7 separate regions of the Mus musculus genome follow, and all the other regions are linked to region 1. Evidence: chromatin contacts called from public HiChIP or PLAC-seq, Micro-C and promoter capture Hi-C data. All regions are on one chromosome and are shown on one strand. Each heading gives the region's core, a stretch centred on a gene start, on an enhancer-like site or on the middle of the called end of the contact. The rest is flanking DNA. Distances are from core to core; before and after follow the strand shown.

The links. Promoter capture Hi-C pulls out the DNA fragments that hold promoters and counts their contacts. A called contact is a pair of places that touch in the nucleus more often than the background predicts. HiChIP or PLAC-seq counts read pairs in DNA pulled down with a chosen protein or histone mark.
Region 2: a contact with region 1 is called in an H3K27ac HiChIP or PLAC-seq map of microglia, with 5 times the contacts expected there. The contact joins the enhancer-like site here to the promoter of Fbxo11 in region 1. A contact is called at or near these places in 9 of 39 promoter capture datasets (the 3T3-L1 cell line, the C10 cell line, cranial neural crest and 3 more) and 15 of 115 datasets of contacts at active chromatin or transcription factors (the 230-238 cell line, VIP interneurons, bone marrow-derived macrophages and 10 more).
Region 3: an H3K4me3 HiChIP or PLAC-seq map of craniofacial prominence shows a contact between it and region 1, with 4 times the contacts expected there. The contact joins the enhancer-like site here to the promoter of Fbxo11 in region 1. A contact is called at or near these places in 11 of 39 promoter capture datasets (the 3T3-L1 cell line, the C10 cell line, the HPC-7 cell line and 6 more), 1 of 484 Hi-C or Micro-C datasets (bone marrow-derived macrophages), 23 of 115 datasets of contacts at active chromatin or transcription factors (the 230-238 cell line, T-cell acute lymphoblastic leukemia, bone marrow-derived macrophages and 15 more) and 1 of 9 other capture datasets (embryonic stem cells).
Region 4: a promoter capture Hi-C map of neutrophils shows a contact between it and region 1. The contact joins the enhancer-like site here to the promoter of Fbxo11 in region 1. A contact is called at or near these places in 17 of 39 promoter capture datasets (the 3T3-L1 cell line, the C10 cell line, the HPC-7 cell line and 12 more), 9 of 484 Hi-C or Micro-C datasets (the HL-1 cell line, adipose-derived mesenchymal stem cells, bone marrow-derived macrophages and 6 more), 22 of 115 datasets of contacts at active chromatin or transcription factors (DN3 thymocytes, SST interneurons, astrocytes and 17 more) and 2 of 9 other capture datasets (adipose tissue and liver).
Region 5: a contact with region 1 is called in a promoter capture Hi-C map of the HPC-7 cell line. The contact joins the enhancer-like site here to the promoter of Fbxo11 in region 1. A contact is called at or near these places in 10 of 39 promoter capture datasets (3T3-L1-derived adipocytes, the C10 cell line, the HPC-7 cell line and 7 more), 17 of 115 datasets of contacts at active chromatin or transcription factors (bone marrow-derived macrophages, embryonic basal ganglia, embryonic fibroblasts and 12 more) and 1 of 9 other capture datasets (adipose tissue).
Region 6: a FOXA1 HiChIP or PLAC-seq map of pancreatic cancer cells shows a contact between it and region 1. The contact joins the promoter of Msh2 here to the promoter of Fbxo11 in region 1. A contact is called at or near these places in 1 of 39 promoter capture datasets (the HPC-7 cell line), 3 of 484 Hi-C or Micro-C datasets (B cells, Th1 cells and uterus), 3 of 115 datasets of contacts at active chromatin or transcription factors (embryonic forebrain, memory CD8 T cells and pancreatic cancer cells) and 1 of 9 other capture datasets (pancreatic islet).
Region 7: a Micro-C map of embryonic stem cells shows a contact between it and region 1, with 1.8 times the contacts expected there. The contact joins the enhancer-like site here to the promoter of Fbxo11 in region 1. A contact is called at or near these places in 8 of 39 promoter capture datasets (the 3T3-L1 cell line, 3T3-L1-derived adipocytes, the HPC-7 cell line and 4 more), 3 of 484 Hi-C or Micro-C datasets (Th1 cells and embryonic stem cells) and 1 of 9 other capture datasets (pancreatic islet).

The regions. Positions count from the first base shown.
Region 1 is chr17:88,064,418-88,067,622 of GRCm38.p6, forward strand. It overlaps Fbxo11 (F-box protein 11), which reads right to left and starts at 1,628. Exons shown (of 23, transcript NM_001081034.3): 1 at 592-1,628. The coding sequence starts at 835. It overlaps Gm45950 (a long non-coding RNA gene), which reads left to right and starts at 1,708. Exons shown (of 2, transcript XR_385899.1): 1 at 1,708-2,150.
Region 2 is chr17:88,575,217-88,578,421 of GRCm38.p6, forward strand. It overlaps Ppp1r21 (protein phosphatase 1, regulatory subunit 21), which reads left to right. Exons shown (of 22, transcript NM_028658.4): 16 at 1-68; 17 at 1,922-2,164. Among named protein-coding and RNA genes, the nearest start is that of Ppp1r21, 47 kb to the left of the region's middle. Within about 2 kb of position 1,690, at least 10 of the 459 cell types and tissues checked have an H3K27ac peak or open chromatin away from gene starts, as enhancers often do. A contact at or near this core is called in microglia, where this site is marked.
Region 3 is chr17:88,549,924-88,553,128 of GRCm38.p6, forward strand. Ppp1r21 (protein phosphatase 1, regulatory subunit 21) reads left to right here. Exons shown (of 22, transcript NM_028658.4): 7 at 739-833. Among named protein-coding and RNA genes, the nearest start is that of Ppp1r21, 21 kb to the left of the region's middle. Within about 2 kb of position 1,503, at least 109 of the 459 cell types and tissues checked have an H3K27ac peak or open chromatin away from gene starts, as enhancers often do. A contact at or near this core is called in the 230-238 cell line, the HPC-7 cell line, T-cell acute lymphoblastic leukemia and 8 more, where this site is marked.
Region 4 is chr17:88,496,665-88,499,869 of GRCm38.p6, forward strand. No RefSeq gene overlaps it. Among named protein-coding and RNA genes, the nearest start is that of Ppp1r21, 32 kb to the right of the region's middle. Within about 2 kb of position 1,692, at least 34 of the 459 cell types and tissues checked have an H3K27ac peak or open chromatin away from gene starts, as enhancers often do. A contact at or near this core is called in embryonic stem cells, extraembryonic endoderm stem cells, neutrophils and 3 more, where this site is marked.
Region 5 is chr17:88,477,542-88,480,746 of GRCm38.p6, forward strand. Foxn2 (forkhead box N2) reads left to right here. Exons shown (of 6, transcript NM_180974.5): 4 at 1,735-1,799. Among named protein-coding and RNA genes, the nearest start is that of Foxn2, 38 kb to the left of the region's middle. Within about 2 kb of position 1,655, at least 21 of the 459 cell types and tissues checked have an H3K27ac peak or open chromatin away from gene starts, as enhancers often do. A contact at or near this core is called in the HPC-7 cell line, where this site is marked.
Region 6 is chr17:87,670,802-87,674,006 of GRCm38.p6, forward strand. Msh2 (mutS homolog 2) reads left to right here and starts at 1,731. Exons shown (of 16, transcript NM_008628.3): 1 at 1,731-2,005. The coding sequence starts at 1,795.
Region 7 is chr17:87,698,034-87,701,238 of GRCm38.p6, forward strand. The region is part of intron 8 of Msh2 (mutS homolog 2); the gene reads left to right. Among named protein-coding and RNA genes, the nearest start is that of Msh2, 27 kb to the left of the region's middle. Within about 2 kb of position 1,583, at least 45 of the 459 cell types and tissues checked have an H3K27ac peak or open chromatin away from gene starts, as enhancers often do. A contact at or near this core is called in embryonic stem cells, where this site is marked.

The sequences.
Region 1 (3,205 bases), core at 378-2,877:
AAACTGTGCAGCAAAGATGTTGTGGTCGAGAGAGGGGCCGAGGCTCCCCCTGCCCTGCGACCTGGAAGGGGGCACGCAAGTTCCCCAGCCAGCGCGGCGGACCACTCCGGCGCTCCTCTCCCCCTCCTCCAGGGCAAGGGGGAGCCCACAGAGAAGGGGAAAACAAGTTCCCCGGCCAGCCTCACCGCCCCACGCAGCCAGCCGTCCCCCCACCTACCACGAGAAAGGGGGAGCCCAGATCGAGCCAGGCGCAGAAAGGGGGGAAATCCCACCCTCCTGCCCGCCCCCGGCCGCGAACAGACTCCCGTGGGGTGGGCGAGCCAGCCGGGAAGCCCCAAGGAGGGGTGGGGACGGAGGGTGCCAGCCCCGAAACCAAACAAAGCGCGGCCTGAGCCGCAGCCCGGGCGGATCGCGCAGCCGCGGCTTTTCCTGCCGGCCAGGCCCGGCCGGGCCGGGCCCAGGCGAACACTGCGGCACGGTGGGACCCGCCTCCGCTCGGCCTCCGTCTCCCACCCCGGGCGCGCCGCCGCCGCCGCCGCCGCCCCCGCCCGGCCTCCCGCCCGCCCAGCCAGGCCCCGAGCGCGGCCTTACCCCTCTCGCCGGCGTTGTTCCGATCCTGAGGCGGCGGCGGAGGCGGCGGGGGCGGCGGCGGGGGCTGCTGCTGCGGCGGCGGCGGGGGCTGCTGCTGCGGCGGCTGCTGGGGCGGCTGCGGCGGCGGCTGTTGCTGAGGCGGCTGCGGCGGCGGCTGCTGCGGGGGCTGCTGCTGCTGCTGTTGCACCGGGCGCGGCCGCGACACTCGCCTGGGTCTCCGGTTGGCGGCTCGGACGGAGTTCATTTGCCGGGCTGAGGTGGCGGCGTTGGCGGAGGGACACACACACTCACGCGCACACGCACCGCGAGCTCCGGGGCCGGGGAGGAAGGGGGTGGGGAGCGGGAAGGAGCGGGGCGGCCGGGGACGCGGGGACCGGGGGGCCACCGGGCGTGAGCTTCCCCCGGCTCCGCGGGGAGGCTGGGGGCACCACCGGAGCTTGAGCGAGGCCCGCCGGCCGGGCCTGGCGCACGGGCAAGGCCGAGGCCGCCGGGCGGGGCGGCCGCGAGGGACGCAGACAGAGAGACGGGCCGGGCAAGAGAAAGAAAGAAAGGGCGTCCGTCCGCCTGGGGAGCCCGAGGCGAAGCGCGGCGGCGGCCGAGCAGACGAGCCGGGCCCGCCGACTCCCGAGCGGCGTCTCCGGCAGCGGCGGCGGCGGGGGGAGTGGGCGGACGGGCGATCTCGGAGAGGGCGAGCCGAGCGGGGCGGGAGCGCGCGGGGGGCGCCCGGCTCCTCCGTTCCTCGTCCTCCCCCCACACCCCCTGAAAGAGCGCCCTGCGAGGAATTTTCTCTTTCTTCGGCCTCTTCTCTCTCCTCCGCCCCCCCCACCCCCACCCTCGGCGAAGGGGAAATGAGTGTAAAAGGGAGGAGATAGGGGCAAAAGAGGCGTCGTCGTTCCTCCTCCTTAAAGGAACCTTCCCTCCTCAGCCCCAGCGCCGCCGCCGCCGCTGCCGCTGCTGCTGCTGCCGCTGCTGCTGCTGCTGCTGCTCCGTGGCAGGAGGAGCCATTGACACCGCCGGAGCCTCTCCGCTCAAGCCCTGTCGGTCCCTCCCCGCCGCGGGGCTGGCCGGGGGGCGCGGGGGGAGGGCCGCGAGCCGGCGGGGGAGGGGCGGGGGCGGGGACAGAGGGGGCGTGGATTCCGGCGGGGCCTGACCAATGGGAAGCGCCCGTACGGTGTCGGAGCCAATGGAGCCTCCTCTCTTATCGCGGAGCCCCCTTCCTCCAACACCCTGTTTCCTCTCTCGGGTTTCCTCCTTCCCCGACGGAGGAGGAGGAGGAGGAAAGAGGAAAGGGGGGAGTGTGGCAGGGCGGGTGATAATGGGGAGGTATCAGGGCATATAATGGAGCCGGGGGTGGGCGAAGGAGCGGCAGTACGTAGCGAAGGTTCTAGGATAGGAGGTGCTCTGAAGGAAGGGCGGGGGCTGCTGATGCAATTGGGAGAAGTGATTAATCCTGCCTTTTGCCGGTTCAGCCTCCCTCCACCCCAACCTTCACCTGGTTCTCTTAAACGCCACAAGGAGTGAGGGACTCCGTCTTGGGTAACTCCGGATTTCTGGGCTCGGTAGGTTCAAGCTCTCAGCTGTAGGGAGCGCTCCAGGCTCTGTGCGTTTTTAGTCCAGCTGAAGGGATTTATTTGCAAACCTTAAGAAATCTTGTTTCGGCTCTGCTGAGAACTTAAGAGAGAGTCTGGAGTCGGTTCCAGCTTTTGTCGCCCAAACTTTCAGAATGTTTTAGATCTTTAACCAAGTTAGTTTGCTTTAGGCTTTTTTTTTGGGGGGGGGGGGGGGGCAAGTGGTCTACATGGTGTTCCGGAAGAAGTAAAATAAAACGGGTGGAGGTTGTGATGGATTATATTGGTTTTGTTTTAGGTCCCACGAAGTCAAGAAAGATAAACCCCCGAGAGGAATAATCTTTTGTATCTGTGTCTGGTCCCCTTAGCACAATCTCTCCCCAAGGAAAATGTGTTTCTATTCCCTGGCCGCCGTTATGAAGACTGAAAATGTACTCCGCTCACTATTCCTTATTGCATAGCTAGTGGTTTATCTCTGGATTCCCTCATTTCGGAGCTGTCAGTGATTTTCTACTTGAATTTCATTGATTGCTTTCTAGGCTTAAGATAGATAAAACATTACAAAGCTTCAGAAAGGGAGGGAGAAAAGTGAATTCTAAGGGACGCACAGGAGAGGTAAGTCTACGGTATTGTGCTATGTGTAAATTACAGATTTTTTTCTTTTTTTCTTTTTTTCTTTTTCTTTTTTTTTTTCTTTTTTCTTTCTTGGTTTTTTGAGACAGAATTTCTCTGTGTAGTCCTGGCTGTCCTGGAACTCATTCTGTAGATCAGGCTGGCCTCTAACTCAGAAATCCGCCTGCCTCTGCCTCCCACGTGCTGGGATTAAAGGCATTCGCCACCACTGTTGGCAAATCACCCTTCTAGATGTCAGACATCTCCTGCCATTTAAATAATAACCTATCATATGATGTACAATTGCTGGGTTTTTTTTTTTCTTTTTTGGTCATGTGATTTTCAAAGACTCACAATCTTTTCAAAACCTGTATGTGAAGACAGCTATTTGAAAAATATCTTGAGGGGCTAGAAAGATGGCTCATCCCTTAAGA
Region 2 (3,205 bases), core at 440-2,939, 510 kb after region 1:
GGGAAGCTGTGGCCAACCGCCGGGTTCTCCTCAGCTCTACAGAGAGTCGGGAAGGCCTTGCACAGCAGGTATGGGAACAGAGTCTGGTAAAAAAGCAGAGGTGGTCAATCCTGCTGGAGGTTAAAGATAGATGGAGCAGTGAGGGGCTCAGAGAGCTCCAGCAGTCAGATCTCTATCTGTGGCATGTACGGCTGAGGTTTGATAGAGGACCAGAGGCGTTGGCCATTGACACCTAGGGCTTCTTGCCTTAGATACTGTCATGGTTGCTGCTCAGTCGTAGCACTACAAGTGGCTGTCAGAATACTGAGGCAGGGGGAGGGAGGGAGGGAGGGAGGGGCTTGTCAGGTTTTTCCTCTTATGTGAATAGAACTTTCCCTTTGCTGGTCAGTGGAATCGGGGGCAGTAGATGGTGCGGAAGGCACTATTTCTTTTAGAAATTGGTATAAACTGATCAATTTAGATTTGCCAGATATTTATTTAATTTACTTTAATATCTGACTTATTGTACTTAGGGGGAATTCTCCTCACAGGACTAGGAAATGGCATAGTCATTAAGAGCACTGGCTGCTTTTCCATAGCACTATCATGGTTCACACTGACAGCTTTCCATAGCACTATCCTAGTTCACACTGGCTGCTTTTCCATAGCACTACCCAGCGTCACACTGACTGCTTTCCAGAGGACATTGGTCTGATTCCCAGCTCCCATGTAGCAGGGGGACCTGATGCCCTCTTCTCGCCTCTGTGGGCACCTGATGTGGGTGCTGGGAACCTAATTCGGGTCCTGTGCAAGAGCTGCTAGTGCTATTAACTGCTGAGCCATCTCTCCAACCTCCCAAATTACTTAAAAAAATTAAAAGTGTAACATACAGAAAGGTATCCAGATCACTACTGCATGCCACAGTTTTCACAAGTGACCTCACTACCGTAACCAGGACCTCAAGTTCTAAAGCATGTGTGTCGGGGGTGCGGTGTGGAGGGGTAGTGCTTCGCTGTGGAAGGTGTGCCCCAGGATCAAGGCCTTCCACAGGTCCTCTAATTGCGGTTGCCTCTTGTCTTGCATTCTAACACCGCAGATCGCCTTGGTTTCTTGTCTTTCTTTTTTTTTAAATTCATTTTTGTAGACTGGTTTTGTTTGTTGGCCGATATGAAGCCTTTACAAATGCAGTTCTGCTGTGTAGCGTGCATATGCTCTCTCTGGCCTGACCTGCGTTCATCACTCATGGGGGAAAGTTCACGTGTCCCCCAACACCTGCCTTTGTGCTTGGTTCTCTAGCACAGTGAGAGGCTGCGTCTCCTTACTGCCTGGTGACAAGCAGGGCCTGGGTGCCTGTGCTATACGCTAGTGCTTCTGACTTTGTTTTCACTTTTGCTGGCTTTTTCTGCTTTGAGGATCCCCGAAACACATGCCTGTCCATGAAGGATTCTTCATGTGTTCTATGGAACATGCCTTTGTTGGATGATTTTCTAACCGCCTTCACCTTTGAACTCCTTTTCCCTGTCTGTGTGCAGGCCCAGGGGGGCCAGAGGAGGCTCGAGCCATTGTTGTTCCTCAGGCAATATCCACCTTTTTTTCTTTTTTTCCCAAGAGAGCTCGCTCATTGCTCTGGAAGTCGCCCCGTGGGCCCTACCTCTCTTCAGTGCCTAGAGCTGGGACTGTACGTGCGCACTTCCAGTTTGTTAACAGAAGTGCTGAGCCAGCAAACTCAGAGGCACACTTCTCTGTCTGAACTCTCTTCCCACCAAGGCTGTTGATGGATACAGCCTTTTAAATAGTTGGTTCAGTTTTTGAATTTCAGGTTGTTCCTTGGTGTCCCCTTGTATAGTGTTCGTCTGTGTTGTTTTCTGGCTCCTGTTCTGTGCAGTCTCTGTCCCCACTACATTCTGTCCCTGTCATTCTCTAACCCCTGGTGCTTTTATAGGTTCAGCAGAGTTTGGAAAAGATTTCTAAGCTGGAGCAGGAGAAAGAACATTGGATGCTAGAAGCACAGTTAGCCAAAATCAAGCTGGAGAAAGAAAACCAACGGATTGCAGACAGGCTGCGGGGCACCACCAGTGCCCAGCTGCCTGGGCTGGCCCAGGAGAATGCGACTGTGCCCATTGCTTCCAGCCAGGAGGAGGCTGCAGCCAAGGTCCTGACAGAGCCTGTGCAGAGCACCAGTCTGGTGAGTCTTCCTGTTTGATAAAGACCCGACCTACTCCAGTCCTGTTCCTACAACAAAATGGCAGAAACTGGGTGGCTTATGAACAGCAGGAGGCCGGGAAATTCAAAGAGTGGGTAGGTGTCTGTCCAAGGTGTACTTCCGGCTTCCCCAGGGTGTACTTCCGTGTCACTGTTGACCGTCTTTGCACTCCATGTTGTCACATGCATACGTGAATGAGCAGCCTGGGCCTCTGTTTTATAAATGTCCAGGAGGCCATCTCCCAAGAGCCCCTCCTCATCACCTGTGAGTTTAGAGAGACATAAACAAGCCCATATAAATTACATATCGGTTTCTATTGCTTTAAATAGAGGCTCAGTCCGTTACCATCAAGGAGGGAGCATGGCAGCATCCAGACAGGCGTGGAGCGGGAGGAGCTGAGCCCAAAGGCAGGCAGGAGAAGACTGGCTTCCAGGCAGCTAGGATGAGGGTCTTAAAGCCACACCAACAATGACACACTTCCTCTAGCAAGGCCACACCTCCTAATAGTGCCACTCTCTGGATCAAGCACACTCAAACACTATGCAGTCTTTACAAAGGGAGTGGTCAGAGGCCTGGGATAGAAGAATGGTACACTTGAGGGTGGTTGAGAGTGTGTGAGAACTGTCGGCTGGAGGTCCTCCCTGATGGTCAGAACTTATGAGAGTGAGGTGGAACCCACTGAGAGTAAAGTAGAACCCTCTTAGAATGACCCAGTAGTTGTCCCCTTAAGTCCTTCTGCCCTCGACCCAACCTACCACCCAGGACAGTAGCTTAAATCTTGTGGTTATACCTGTTTTTGACATCTTTTCTGTTTTTTAAGGGGTGGTGGTAGTGGTCAAGATTGAACCAAGGGTCTGTGAATATGAGGCAAGCTATCTACCATTGAGCCACCTCTATCCTGTTTTTGGAGTCTTAATCTATAAAAGCAAGCCAGACAAAATGGAGTTGTACTATAATTTACCTAAACTTATATATTTAAGTTTCAAATGTTAATGGCTTCATAACACCATGTTGAAGTATGCC
Region 3 (3,205 bases), core at 253-2,752, 490 kb after region 1:
GAGATCAGACGCAGCCCAGGCTCTCTTTAGCTCTCTCTTTTTTTTTTTTTTCTGTCTCTGAGTTGATAAGACTGGAGCAGGTCACTGTGGGGTGGGGCCGCAGCATCTGACAAAGTAGTGTCTGCTTGGCCTCTGCAGAAGGTCTGGGAAGTCTTACTCTCAGGCCTCCTGGACTGGACTGGGTATTTGTGTTTCTGACTCTCCTGGGACAGGGACTGCCTAATATTCCTCAGCAGGAAACCCGACAAAGCAATGCCAACTTCTTTATGGTATATTTTGAATAAAATTGAAGTTATAGGATCTAATTGAGAGGTTTCTAAACCTCAGAGCATTGCAAAGCAATGTACTAAAGACATTCATAGTCTTAATGTTTTTTTATTTCTTTTTCTTCTTGGTATTTATCTGTGCTCAATGAAACAGAAATCATCAGCCTTTGAACTCAAAAAATAAATTGGTATAATACTTAAAAACTGTGCAGGGATAGCTGAATGCACAGGGGTAGCAGAGAGTAAATCTATGACTCAGGCTGTGCAAGAGACTGGAGCCGTGGCAGATCCCAGAAGTCCCTGCGGCTTTGCATGGGGCTGGTGCCGCCATCACCTTTGAACAGCTCTCAGCAGAGTGTCCCAGATGTTGGCTCAGCTGTCTGAAAGCTCGTTGCCAGCTCTTGGGGTAACAAGCAATTGACGATTCACTGATTGGTAATAATGTGGTTTTGTGGGTTCTTTTTTCTTCCAGTCAATTACAGTTAAAGAATCTTCATGAAGATTTGTCAGGTAGATTAGAGGAATCCTTATCAATCATCAATGAAAAAGTCCCTTTTAATGATACAAGTAGGTATTACATAAACGTAAGTTTCTGTTATTTGTATCTTTGAGTCTATCTGTGGTAGCCAATAAATTAAGATAATTTCTAATCTTCTCAGCTAAACAAACAAATAAACAAACACCCAGATTGACCCAGTGGAGGGCTCTGCCTGGCTCTCCTGATCAGCTGTGGCTCTTTCTTAAATTATCTCTGGAGTGCTCCAAAGCCAGTGTTCTTGGGAGATGGCCAGTGCGTGCTTTTAACTGCATTTCCCATATCCCAAGGTGAAACCTACCTGCATATGAAGTGGTTGGACATTTGCATGAGAGAAATTGTTCAGTGGGTTTGGGGGGTATGTACGAATGCCCACAGTGAGATGTGTCTTTTTGGCCTGTTAGCTTCTGCCTCTGGGGAGTCCCCAGTGACAGGAAGCTGTTGCAAAGCCTAGCTTCTGTTTCCTCCCATTCCTGGGGATGACCTCGTAGCTTCCACATCCTGAAGTGACAAACGAGAACTTAAACAGTGCTCTGGAAGAGCACTCATGTGCCGTTATTTAGATATTTAGCCTTTAGGTAAGAATGAAGTGAAACTCTTGAAAGCAAAGAAAATATTTGTTTGGGAAGCCAGTGGGAAGGCTCAGCGGCAGAGGTGCTTGCTGCCAAGTCTGACACCCGAGTTCAGTCCCCAGAACCCACATGGCAGGATGAGAGCACTGACTCAGCAAAGCTGTCCTTTGACTCCATCTCCGTGGCAGTCAGGGCTTGCTCTCACCTGCTCCAGTAAATAAATGAGTTTTTAAAAATTAGAAAAATAAAAACATTTAAAAGAAACTTTAAATGTGAAGCCTCTAGTCAAGTTAATACTTGCTTCCTTTTTCTATAGCTATGTTTGAAATTCAATTTTCAGTTCCCTTAAATTTTTCTTAGAAAAGCCCAGAGGGAACAAAAAAGAGGAAAGGGAAGATAAAACAGTGCTTTGAAGGCACTGACATCAGTGTTCAGGGGCTGGAGAGAGGGCTGGACACAAGAGCACCAAGTACTCTTTCAGAGGCCCTGGGCTCTGTGACCACCATGCTCACAGTAGCTCACAACTGTATAATGCCAGTTCCGGGGATCTGATGCTGTGAGCATGCACGTGCTACACAGATGTGTATTGTAATTGTTTTTGTGACTAATTGTTTATGGAGGCTAGACACACAAGCACATAATTAAATCAGCATAGGCCATTTCTGTATCAGCAGCCTAAATTTCCCCTTGACAACAGTGCTGTTACCAGCTTCTACATTAAGGTGAGCGATGGCAGTGCACCTCGGCTGTGCTGGGAAGCCCTGTAGGTCATTTCCTCAATACTCTCTGTGTCAGTTAATGAGAGGGTATTGCAACTTTTGGATCATATGCACGTATCCTTCCGTTTCCAATAATTACTTGTCGTCCAGTTTTAGACTATTGTCACACCATCTGTGGGTTGGTTGTCTTTAGATGCTTAGATTCGACTCTGCTGTACAGAACCATTTGGAGTCTCGAGGGAAGGGAAGGCGCCCTCAGTCTTGTGGGTGATTGGAGCAACCTTCTCAGAGGAAGTATCCAGACTTGCATGCAAGAGCCAGTTTTTGTTTTGTTTGTTTGTTTGTTTGTTTTTGAGGAGGCAGGAAAGAACCAAGGGAAGAGAAGCAGGGAATTTCAGAGAGTGTAATATATGGGATGCAAACTACCGTGATGTCTGAGGAACGGTAGTTAACTGTGGCAGTAGGCTCCGGTCAGGGGATGTGAGGGACAATGGCCAGTCAGTTCTAGGGTAAGGACTTAGGACTTATTTACTTATTTACACGGCTTTGAGGTGCAAGGAGAGTTGTTTGAGCCCCTGTCCTGGGATTTCTGCACCTACACGGTTAGTCTGGAGCATAGAGTGGGAGGGGGGAGGGCTTCTGTCAGCCGACATGGAAATGTGGGCCTGAGTGAGCAGGGAGGGACAGGATCTTGTGGAAGAGGAGAGTGGTTAGGGGAGGCAGGGGAGGGGGAGGGGCAGAGCACGGGGAGTGCAGACAGAAGTAAATGCAGATGGGGAGCTTGAAGTTGTCAGTGAAAAAGAGGGAAGGTTTATTTGGGCTCGGCCTCAGGGGTGTCTGTTGGTGGTTCAGATGTGCCGCTGTAGGGCCTGTGGTAAGGCAGAGCATCATGGTGGTGGCAGGAAAGGGCAACAGGGAGGCAGAGAGAGGAAGGGGCTGGGGTCCCATATCCCTCTGTAAAGCACTTTTTCAGTGATGTAATTTTCTGCATGGGATCTCACCAGAACGTTCCTTCCACCCATAATAGCACTGTAACATGCCAGCTGCACCTTTGACCTCTGGCCTCTGGGAGGTGTCTGTGGTCTAAGCTGTTACTGGAGATGGGGAGCAGGA
Region 4 (3,205 bases), core at 442-2,941, 430 kb after region 1:
TCTTATAACAAAACCTTGGGAAATCCAGGGGATTTATTAATATTCACAACCAAAATAGTTTGTCACAAACTTGGCTTATTTGTGGCTATTTTTAAAATGGTGTTATCTTAATAACTGAAAGAACATTATTCTCCTTTATTTGGAATTTTCTAAACTAAACGTTGTGTTTAGAGATTGGAAAGGCCTCTTTGCCTGCTATCGTTACCAGTAATGAGGTACCAATCAGTGGTCTATGCACTGAACTGATGAAAATTCTTACTCAGATGCATATCCACATCTTTTCTGTTGAGGGAATTCCACAGTCTTTCTTAGAGGCTGTCAAAAGGCTGGGCTGGTGACTCAGGTACATATTGAGTGTGTGCCAAGCAAGGTGGCTATATACTTAGTTCCTGGAACTTGCAAATATATTACCATTAATGGCAAAGGAAGTGAAGGTACTGTATGGAAATGAGCTTTCTAGTTGTATTGTAGATTATCTGTGTGGTCACCATGTCCCTAAGTGTGGGCAAGGGTCAGGAATGAGAACACTGAAGTAACTATATAAAAGACTCAATCTATCAATGCTGGCTTAAAGATACAAGGGTCATGAGCTAAGGAATACGGCAGCCTCTAGAAGCTATGAGGGACAGGAAATGGATTCCCCCCTATAGCTTCCAGAAGAAACACACAGTCTTGCCAACACCTTGGTTTAAGTCCATCTAAGCCTTTTTGAGACTTCTGACTATAACTGAAGGGTTATGTCTCCCTTACAAACTATGTAGAGAAGACTGTGAGATTTACAAACAGGTTCTGCAGGGCTAAAGAGCTAGAGAACTCAGAGAGCATGGGTCTCACTTCCTCCTGAGGGGCAGGTGGGGAGAGCACACCTCCACCCCAGTTCGATCATTCAGGGGGAGTTTCCAAGATGGCTCTCAGAGACCTAGAATTTAGGGAGTGAATTTTGCCTTTTACAAAAGACACCTACTAGTGAAGACTGGATAGGACAATGTCATGCCACAGGGACAAAGAAGAAGAAGAAAGAGGAGGAGGAAGAGAAGAGTGGGGGGGGGGCAGATAAAGATAGGTGTTTTCCTAGGGCCAGTGAACTCAGGGAGGCAGGCAGCCTGGGTTGTAGTAGACAGACTACACAAGAAGATTTCTGAGTGGGTAGGCAGAAGGGAGTAGAAGGGAGGGGAGGAGAGAGGAGGGGAGGTGAAAGGGGGAAGGGACTGTTGGAAACCCTGGGCTCACGGCTAACGGAGAGCTTCCAACCAAAGAGACAGCATCTGTGATGGTTAGTCTTGGTGAGATTGAGAATCACCAGGGAACTAAATGTACCGTCAAACCCTCGGTCCAAACAAACCCTTGCTTAAGTCCTTCTGTCAGGTCTTTTGTCACAGCGATAAACAACTTAAGTAAGGACTACACATCTATACCAAGGATTCTAAGGAGCAACTCATCAAAGCCCCACAGAGAGTCCCTCAGGGCCCACTGCTTTCCACGGGAGCCAGTTGTGTCTCAGGACTGTGCCTGCACGGTAGACTGTCCATCTCCAGGCCCCTACCTCCCATCCCCTGTTCTAAGGCACCCAATCTTGTGTAAGAACGGGTGGAGCCGAGCAAGGAGAGGCCCTGAATCTTCAAGCTTACACACTGACCACAAGGAGAAGTTAAGTTTTCTCCACTGTGTGGAACTGCCTGGCTCCCAGCAGGCAGCTGGTAGACCACAGAGGTACTGTGTAGTACATTCTCTGGAATGTGCTAGTTAGTCATTGTTTAGAACACACTGGAAACAACCACATCTAGGTTTAAACACAGGGGTCCTTTTCTTATCTAACTGAAGCCATTTAGTCTGGGTAAAGCTCCCAGCATGATGTTAGCCATTTGCTTTGAATGTCTGCTATTGCTGTTGTTCCTGTAGGTTTGTAATCCGCTTGCTTTAGTTCACTAGGTGAATTGTCTTTACCCATCTTTACCCTTTTTTTTCTTTTGTATTTTTTAATTGTTTCTGTTCTGTTTTGTTTTGGTGGTTGGAGTCCAGGTCTCATGGCTAGCCCTGGCTAGCCCTGGCTAGCCCTGGCTAGCCTGGGACTCCTCTTGCCTCTGCCTCAGCCTCCTCAGTTTGGGGATCATGAATGTGTTCCAATGTACCTGGTTTATTTTCACGTCAATAAATAAAACCACGGCATGTGTGTGGAATGAGGTCTCATGGTTTTATTTGCTAGTATATCCTTTTGTTTACTTCCTGGCCTCCAGCAGGCAGCTGGTAGAGTACAGAAGTAATGGGTGGTGCATTCTATGCAATGTGCTATAGTTATTCATTGTTCAGTACACACTGGGACCAATCACATCTAGGTGACTCCCGATCCTTCTATTATCATAAACCAGTTCTAACAAACATTTTTAGTTTTACTTTTTGTTTTTTGGGTTTTTTGTTTGTTTGTTTGTTTGAGTCAAGTTTTCTCTGTGTAGCTCTAGCTGTCCTAGAAATCACTCTGTAGGCGAGGCTGGCCTTCAGTGCTGAGATCGGCCTACCTCTGCCTCCTAAGCGCTGGAATGAAAGACATGTGCCGCCATACCCGGCTATTTTTACAGTTTGGTTTACTCTATGTCTTTATCTTCTCAGTGTAAATTCAAAGAAGAGAATCGTTTTATGAAAGCTCCCGTGGCTTATATAAGTAATGATAGCTCAGGCGGCCGAAGCAGCAAGTGTCAGGTTAGCATAGAAAGACTCTGTCTCAAAATAAACAAACGAACAAGAAAACAAACAAAAAAACAAACACCTTCCGTTGAAAATTAATGCCGGGCTGGTGAGATGGCTGAGAGGATAAGAGCACTCACTGACTGCTCTTCCAAAGGTCCTGAGTTCAAATCCCAGGAATCACATGGTGGCTCACAACCACCCGTAATGAGATCTGATGCCTTCTTCTGGGGTGTCTGAAGTCAGCTACAGTGTACCTATGTATAATAATAAATAAATCTTTAAAAAGAAAAGAAAATTAATGCCAAACTGGTGCTATGGAGAGATTTAAATTTTTTCCAAACCTAGAGGATGTGTTTGTTATCTTTTCGTATTTCCAAATATGCCTGTGCTCTAAGAATTTGCTACAGTTTCCATCCAAGTAGGATTTCTGAAAGGTTAAAAGTAAAGATACATGTCACATTTCAGTAACTTTTCCCAGGGCACCGATGAAATGAAATATGGAGCACCTGGCTCCAAGCTGCAG
Region 5 (3,205 bases), core at 405-2,904, 410 kb after region 1:
TTAGAGCAGTTAGACATTAAACAGGAGTCCCAAGTCATAGGCAGAGATGTAAAGTCTTAGTCCCAATGTCTGAAGTGTCCGTGTTGGAATATGCCTTTATTAATTAAGATAAATTTAAGGGTTGGTTGTCTTTGGTGCTTAGTTTGTTTTTTCAAAAGTCTGAAAGGTTATTAATTTTCAAATACATACAGAGGAAGAAAACTAAAATGAAATCTCACTGAAACAAATTGAGAATTTCCTATTGTAGTTTATTTGAATTCTTGAGAATTGTTAACAAAAGGTTATGGTTGAATGTTGTAAACAACCAGGAGAGTGAAGTTGCAATGTCAGCAGCCTCACTTCTGGGACATTACCTCAGCAGCATAGAAGGAACCAGGAGGATGTGTATCCTTATCAAACAAGAGTTTTAAGGAAGTGGTTGGAGCCAGGAGTAGTATTGCATACCTTTAATCCCAGAACTCAGGAGGCAAAGGGAGGCAGATCTCTGTGAGTTCAAGGCCAGCCTGGTCTATTTGTTGAAACCCTGTCTCAAAAAAAAAAAAAAAAACCAACCCAACACCAAAAAGAGAGAGAGAGAGATCACGGCTTTGGAATTGAGTTGTTCTTTTTAGTTAACATTGGTGCCTGTGTGCTATTCTGATTAGCAGTTTGGAGCTAAAAGAAGTATCGTTAATAGTTGATTTATTTAGCTATGCTCTTCATTAAAGATAAAGTGGGAGACTGGCACTGTTTGTAAGACATCACAAATATGTTTCACTATGTCTTTATTTTTTATTTTTTTTAAATATATATTTTTTAAGATTTTTATTTATTATTGTATCTAAGTACACTGTAGCTGTCTTCAGATGCACCAGAAGAGGGTGTCAGATCTCATTATGGGTGGTTGTGAGCCACCATGTGGTTGCTGGGATTTGAACTCAGGACCTTTGGAAGAGCAGTCGGTGTTCTTAACCACTGAGCCATCTCTCCAGCCCTCACTATGTCTTTATTTACATTGGTTAATCTTTAGCTTTATCATTATAATGTATTTCATTAAATACATTAATGCAAATTAATATAAAATAATAACCTTTCAGACTTGAAAAAACAAACTTTAAGTATTATACAAAAGTGATTTTTGCCTTTTTTTTTTTAAAGGAGATTGCATAACAGCATGGGGTTTGTTACTTATTGGCTTTAAAACATTTTAAAGCTTTTTATTCTGTTTTGCTGTTTCCTTCTGAGATGTTTTTGTGTAACCCTCCCATAATTTATAACTATGGGAAAAAGGATGGCATTTATGTAGAAACTGAATAGGAATTAATTTCACTTTAAAGGATTATTCTCTATAATCACAAAGAGAATCCCCTAACCCCCCAAAAGTTTTCATTTTTATACTAAAAATCTCTTGGAATTTCACTCCTATTAGCGTTATACCAAATTTAAATATGTGATATAAAAACTAAATTTTTATTTATTCATTGTTCAAGGCATTTAAAACACATCAATTTATAATTGATATAAAAATACTATGTGAGAAAACTTCTTTGTTCTAACGGTGACCATATAATTATTTTGAGAGTCGCCCTTTGCACACTTCCTCCCTGAGCAGACTCTCTAGCCTTCGTGCGTTAGCAGAGGGAGCGAGGCAGATGCTGCGTGCGGGTTTCAGGGTGTGTGGGTTATGACTAGGCTCTGCTCTGTAGGAGATGAGACGATAGCAAGTAAGCAGTGTGTCTTCTCTTCCGTTTTCAGTGCTGCTTTATCACCTCACTGCTTAAGCTCTGCTCTCAAGCAAAGCCAAGTGCAAACTCTCCAAGGTAAGTGCGAGCCGCCGTGCTGGGTCACGGAGCATTGTTAATGAGATCTAGGAGTTGTAGGAGAATAAGAAATAAACTTCTGGAGAAAAAGTAAAAGTCCTCTTTTACCGACATTTGGTGTGGTAAATGCATGTTTTCCTCCAATAACTCATAGTGCACAGGCATTTTATCCTCTTCTTCATTGGTTTTATGTATATTTTTCCTTGAATGTGGCATTTAATTTCTTAGTAATATTTTCATTGGAGTTACTTTTTCCTAATATTATGTGGCCCATGATAATGCAACATTTATGAAAAAGTTGAAGAAGAAAGAGAACAATAATATTTTGAGACATAGTATCTACTATAGCTGCAGGAGTACTTGTGACCTTGTGCTAAAGAATTTTACCATCCCATAGATTAGGATATAGTTCAGAATATTTTTTAAAGATTTATTTATTTATTTAATGTATATGAGTACACTGTAGCTGTACAGATGGTTGTGAGCCATGTGGTTGCTGGGATTTAAACTCAGGACCTTAGGAAAAGCAGTCAGGGCTCTTAACCACTGAGCCATCTCACCAACCCGTTCAGAATATTTTTTACAAGTTTAGACTAAAGGGCTTTAATTTGGACTAGTGAATTGGCTTCTTATAAAGGAATTTTGGGGCTATTACCCACCACCACCACTTTAATTTTTATGGCATTTTGATATTTAATGGGTTCTGGCTGATCTTCCCTAACTCCTCCTGTCCACCATTGTCCCGCCCCCACCTAACTCTTCCATCTCCAATGCTCTAACTTTCTTTTTTGTCTTTGTTGGTTGATTGGTTGTTTTTTATTGTTGTTTGTTTGTTTGTAAGACAGTCTATGTGACCCTGGCTGGCCTAGAACTCTTAGGTAGACAGGCTAGCCCCAAACTCACAGCGATCCATCAGATGCTGCTGCTTAAGGGCTGAGATTACAGGCTGTGTCACCACACCCTGCTCATCCACCCCACACGTGTTTATTTTATTACCGTCTCTATCGCTCTCCCTTCTCAGGGGGCCCTTACCAGTGTCCCCACATCTACCTGTCTGAGTGCTCACCTAGGTACGCATATGTGACACGCAGAGGCTGAGCTCCACTTGGAGAGAACACGCTCTCTCTATCCTCGTGGGCCAGGGTTACCTCACTCTGCACCTCCATCTCTTCTCCTCAGGTTGCACGGTTTCCTGTTGACTGCCGAGTAAAAGTCTGTTGTGTGTGTGTACGTTTCGTTATCCTTTCATCTGCCTGTGGACATCTAGCTAATGCCACTGCTTTGCTGTGTGAGTCATGAACGTACAGATGTACGAGCATCTCAGAGTAAGATATGGAGACCTGAGTGCTCTAGCTGGGTCATACAAATTTCTACCTTTAGTCTTTGGAAATTTTCCACACTGATCT
Region 6 (3,205 bases), core at 481-2,980, 390 kb before region 1:
ATGTATATGTATATAGCTTAAAAGCTCACCCCAAGAAAAGTTCAGTGCTACAATGGGATCCTGAATACCCAGGGTAGTTACTGGTCAAGTAATAAAGCTGTCCTATTGGCTTAAACCTGTGGGCAAGTTGTTTTCTCTGGTGGATACCACACAATAGGTCCAGGCACGGAATCCAGGGCATCGGGCTTGGTACACATACCTTCACCCAGAGCCATCTCAGTGGCCGTCGAGAAACTGTATAGAAACAGAACAAAGAAAGTTTTAAATCAAGGCCGTAGAAACTAAGGGGTCTGTACAAAGATTATATTTGATAATCACAAGGTTGTTAAGGTAAACACAGAGGTGGGCAATAGTAGCTCTTTAGGGGACTACAATTAGCTCAAGATAATTTGGCTCAGGGCTTGCAATATTTCAGCTCCCTACAATCACATCTTAATCAGTTAATTAGCCCTTAAGAATGTTTATAACCCTGCAGTTTTTCCTGTCGGTTTACACCTCTTAGTCTCCATCTTTCTGTGTGTTTGTTTATCTACTTCTAAAACAGTGTGCAGTCTGCATCCATTCACTAGCACGGAAGAAAAACCAGATGCAACCTCTCTACCTCCCCCGCCTCCACCCTTTTCTTTATTGAGACAGGGTCTTGCTACACAGAAATCCAAAGCAGGATGTTTATTTATTTAGAACTCCAAAGCAGGTTATTTATTTATTTATTTATTTATTTAGGATGCAGTCTCTGGTAGCCCAAATTGACCTCCAGCTGCGTAGCCAAGGATAATACTGTACTGTGTTTCTTGCCAGACCCACTTTTAACTTTTGGCCCTTCTGACCTCCTGAGAGCTGGGGTTTCAAGTGTGTGTCACCCTACTCGTTTCCACATTTAATATATATATTTTTTCTTTAAATTAATAAGTGTCTGCACCTGACCTCCTCCACCCACACCGAGGATCTGGAGTTACCAGTTATGATGAGCTACACTAGTGATGGGGACTGAACTCAAGGTAGGCGACTATGAAAACATTAGGAAGTTAGGAAACTGCTGAGCCCCCAATCTGTCCTTTATTTGTTTATTTATTTATTTATTTATTTACCAGACAAGGTGCTGAGCCCCCATCTGTCCTTTATTTATTTATTTACCAGACAAGGTTTCTCTGTGTAGTCCTGACTTCCCTGGAACTCGATTGGTAGACCTGGCTGGCCTCAGAGGCCCCCCCGAGTGCTTGGATTAAGGGCATGCGCCACCACGCTCGGCTTGCCAAGTGTCTATTGGATGAATTCGTCAACCGATGGGCGAAATGCAAAACTGGGTCAGCAAGAGGTTGTGCAGAATATACCTGAAATTTTACCTATGGCAGTTTGCACTGCAAGTGTATAACGCACACTCAAGGCTGGGTGGGGGAAAAAAGATAGTTCTTTGTTTACAAGTTCTTTGTGATTTCACTCTTACGTTTCCGGTCACTTGATAAAACAAATTCCTAGCTGACCCCGCCTAGCACACCTACCCACCCACCAGGCGGACTTGAAAGCGCAGCCTCTGGAAGGCCTGCAAGGCTGCAGAAGTCGGACGCATGCGCAGTAGCTAGAGTCCTAGAGTTCGCGGGAAGCTGGGACCTTGCTCGCTTATGATTGGCTACTGCGGTAGACTCCCACCCACCGGGGCGCAGCGCTGCATGGTGATTGGGCGAGCCCACAGAGGCCGGACGAGGTTTAGGGGGCGAGGTTGGGGAGGCGGGAAACGACGCGGCCAGCGCAGGGTCGCTCTGTGCTCTAGTGGTGTTGGTGTGGAGCGGCTCGGAAATGGCGGTGCAGCCTAAGGAGACGCTGCAGTTGGAAGGCGCGGCCGAGGCGGGCTTCGTGCGCTTCTTTGAGGGCATGCCGGAGAAGCCGAGCACCACGGTGCGCCTCTTCGACCGCGGCGACTTTTACACGGCGCACGGAGAGGACGCGCTGCTGGCGGCCCGCGAGGTGTTCAAGACCCAGGGCGTGATCAAGTACATGGGGCCGGCAGGTGAGGGCAGCCGCGGCGGCGGGGCCCGGGCCGGCTCGGGGCCGCGTTGCCGGAAACCTGGGCGCATGCAGCGGTGGGGCTGCGGCGGAGCGCCCCGCCCGAGAGCTGCCTCCCCGGGCCACGCGTTTAGCATCTTGTTTTGGTTCGCTTCCGCACAGTGCGCTGGGCGGCTGCACACCGCCGAGTCCAGGCTGTCCTCGGACGCCTCGAGTTCCAGCCTCCCAAGTTGATAGGATTAGAGTCTTGTGTCACCGTGGGTACCTCCAAATCAATAACAGCCCGCAGCCTAGGAGCGAGGAGTGGAGGGCGTTTTGAGAGCTTCCTTTAAGACACCCTCATTTGCCAATAGGCTGTGTTTTGTTTTGTTTTTTTTAAACCGTCTCGCTTGAGAACCTGGGATGGACCATTGCTGAAGGGCAGTATCGCCAAGTGGTCAGGACCTAGGATATGCCCTGGAGCTGAACTGCCCGGATTTCAGTTGTGGATCCCCTACTGTTTGCTGAGTGCGGTTGAGCTAGTTGGAAAGCTGTGCTTAGCTAGCTAGCTAGCTAGCTTTCTTTCTTTCTTTCTTTCTTTCTTTTTTTTTTCTGCCACCTTGGCTCTCACCACTCAGCATCATCTCTCCCTAAAAGGCTTCAGAACTCATTTGTGGCCTAGGAAGATTAATTTGATCACCATAATAACCTCTCCCCCACCCACCCCCGTTGCTTTTTCTTTCAATTACATTGAATGTCCATTATATCATACTTTGGAGTTGTGAGTTCTAATTTTTTTTTTTTTTTTGGTTTTTCGAGACAGGGCTTCTCTGTTATAGCTCTGGCTATCCTAGAACTCACTCTGTAGACCAGGCTGGCCTCGAACTCAGAAATCCACCTGCCTTCCAAGTGCTGGGATTAAAGACGTGCGCTACCACCGCCCAGCATGAGTTCTAATTCTTTATGCTGTTATATGCAAATGGATGTTACAGACATCGTATTTCTGCCTGGTCTGTGCTAGGTAATAGTCTGCTGCCTTCACAACCAGTTGAATTTGTTTTTGTTAGACAGCTATTCTTTATCTTGAGTTAAAGAGTGACACACACACACACACAAGAAATGTTGTGTCCATTAATAATGTTCTCTCACAATCTTCCCAGTCCTGACCTCTAGTTTTCCTTCTCTGGATATTCTGGGATGTAGCATGTAAATGAAGAGCTTCAAG
Region 7 (3,205 bases), core at 333-2,832, 370 kb before region 1:
GGGGCTGGGCCTCTCTGTGACTGGGCACAGAAGATGAGCCCACATGGGGGCATACAGACTTCTGATGGCCAGGCTGCCAGGGGGTTGGGCGTGACTTCCTGGGCTACTGAGGGTTGCCGCAGGTGGGGTAGCCTTCTGCTGTAGCCAAGCCTGTCAGGAAACTGCCACCTCCTCTCTTGCTTTTATAGACTTTTTTTGTTTTTTGTTTTGTGGTTTTTCGAGACAGGGTTTCTCTATATAGCTCTGGCTGTCCTGGAGCTCACTCTGTAGACCAGGCTGTCCTCGAACTCAGAAATCCACCTGCCTCTGCCTCCCGAGTGCTGGGATTAAAGGCGTACGTGCGCCACCACGCCCGGCTTTTTTTTTTTTCCTTTGCTTTGCTTTTAAAGGCTTTAGAAGCCATTTTCATCAGCGTCTGTACTGGGGTTTGAGAACCATCCTCTTCCTTCTTTAGTTTCTTTCCAACTCTGTGGTTAGGACTTGTAGAAGTTAGGTTTGGTTCGACTGCTTCCTCCCATGCTCCCAGAAATAAGACTCAGACTCAAAATATATTTACAAATACCTTGGCTCTTCTCTGACTAGATCATAACGTAGATAACCCAGTTATTTTAACCTACATTCTGCCACATGGCTGGTTACCTGTGCTCAGGTACTATGCATATGTCTTGTTCCATCTTCCCCGCGGGAATCTTCCCGTGCCTGGCTCTGTACCAGAATTCTCTGTGCCTCCCAGATAGCCCGCTTCCCATTTCCTGCCTAAGCCATAGGCTTTTTAAATTGACAGGTGATGTGTCTATACAGTACCGAAAATATTCTCTCTGCAATGACAGAAATAAAATGGGTAGCGAGGACCGTGGCCTCTGCTGTGGAGGCTGAGTCCAGGCAGGTACTGCATCGTGGCGGAATTTTCGTCAGCTTGCTGCGTAATTTCATGGAACTTACCAAAGTCAACTTTAGTTGACTCTTGTCTAACTCCATTCCCTGAAGGAGGCAATAGGTCATAAGCTCCCTCCTCTGGTGGCCACCTTAACCCGGCTGGTAATCCCAGTTGGGTTCTTTAGCTGACCTTGGCTTGTCACCCACTAGGGACTGTTTTGTCCACTGGGTCTACTCTGCATACTTCCTGCCAGACGCCCGAACCTACCCGGGAATGAGAGTGGAACCCCGTGTAATGTACAGGTCAGAGGTCAGAGGCCTGGCAAAGGTAGTGGAACTCTTTACTCTAGATGGATAGGTTGGCAGGGAAGGAGCCTCACCACCTTTCAGTCTGGGTGAGGTGGTGTAGGGAGAAAGGAACGGGAATTGGAGCAAGTCCCTCAGCCCTTGCCACCTCTTGGAGTGGGCAGAGGAGGGCGGAGTCTGCCAGAGTGCTGTAAGCAGCCACAGGGGAGGAGAATTCAGGCGGGGCAGACTAGGGTGTGGGTTTCGGGGTCATAGAAGGGGAGGGGGCAGAGTCGGCACGGAGGAGGGAAGAGGATGGGGAGAAGGTTGAGAAAGGGGAGGTGGCAAGTTAGAAGGGGAGCAGTGGGAGGGGAGGAGAGGGCGGGGAAGCCAGTGACTCAGGCAGCTCAGTCCTGGTGGATGACTCAGGGTCCAGGTCCCCGGGTAAAAGGCCAGCGAGACGGGATGTCAAGCACTGGACACAGAAGTGCAACTCCCCAAAAACTTGAACAGTCGGGAGCTCACACCCTATGCAGACATTTTCAAGGTCATGGAGAGTATTAAAGTTTACAGAGTGCCTTCTGGTGGCCATTTAGATTGGTTATCTAGAGCATACTGAGATCAGGCCACAGAGCAAAGAGCCAGATGTGTTAGCCAGGTTCTGAGGTGGACCCAATTTAGCTAAATTTCTCAGCAGACAGTTTGGGGATTGATTTTAGATCTGGCAGTGCCCATTGTCCAGTCTTTGCTGGTTGGCTTATTTCTTGAGTGGAGAAAACCGCTTGATGGCAAATGGCAGGGCTCAGGATGTTGGCTCAACTGCTACCGGTAGCCATTCTAGAGCCAGAAAGGTTAAGGGGATTAGCTCTTGGCCGGTCATACTAACTTGAGTGGCAAGGGATAGCCAGTAAGTCCATCCCTAGAGACCTTCACGGCCAGGCTTCTAGACGACTCTGGGAGCTGACCCCGTGAGGCCAGGCCATGCCCCCCTCCCTCTGCTGGGGCTTTGCCCTCTTGGGTGGGGTTTTTCCTCCCATTGCATTCTTTATGTGAGGTGTGTTGTGCAGTGTGACTTGGTGGTGTTCTGTGGCTCCCTATTGCCGGAACCTTTGCATCCAATCCGTAACACGCACGTCAGCACCCTCCAGAAGGAGGAGGGGCCTTCAGGGTGAGCACTGCAGGCTGGGGAGGGCTGCTGTGGCCAGTAGCAGTTACTCCTCAGTTACTGCAACTGGGGACACTCACAGTTTATAGTGTAGAACGGTCTTAAATAGTCACAGTCCTAATTAAAGGCTGCACTCCTGGGGGCAGACCTAGGCAGGCCTCTAGCCGTATCTCAGGTTATAAGGCAAGTTCAAATCACCGTCATCGTCGCAGAGATTTGTAGTGGATTTAGACATCCAGATTACATTTTTAGAACTACTTTCAGAAATTCTCCAGGGACTCTCAGTTGTTGATGTCTAATCTTTGAAAGCCTGGTTGTGCTCCAGCTGTGCTTAGGAGTTCACGTGATGGAGGGTCTCATTTACACAGTGGCATGCTTCCTGTGCCCTTCCCTCACACCACCCCCCAAGTAAGTGTTTCTGTGGCTGCTTTCCATAAGTCCTCTCTTTTTTTCTTTTTCCTATTTTAGAAATGTAGATCAAAACTATCCTAAGCCAAAATTCCAAAAAGGCATTGATTTAAAAAAAAAAAAAAAAACTAAACAGTTTCCTTTGTGTTTCAGTGAATTATATTAATTTTTAAAGATTTTTGGACAGTTTCATATGTTTATACCATTATTTTGAACATATCCAATGCATTTCTTTCCACTTCTCCTCCGTGATGGTTTGAATATGCTTGGCCCATGGGAAGTGGCACTATTAGGAGGTATGGCTGTGTTGGAGGAAGTGTGTCACTGTGTAGGTGAGCTTTGAGGGCTCCTGGTACTCACACTCTGCCCAGTGTGGAAGAAGTCAGTCCTGGTCATCTCCTGGCTGCCTTCAGATCAAGATGTAGAACTCTCAGCTCCTTCTCCAGCACCATGTTTGCCTGGACACTGCCG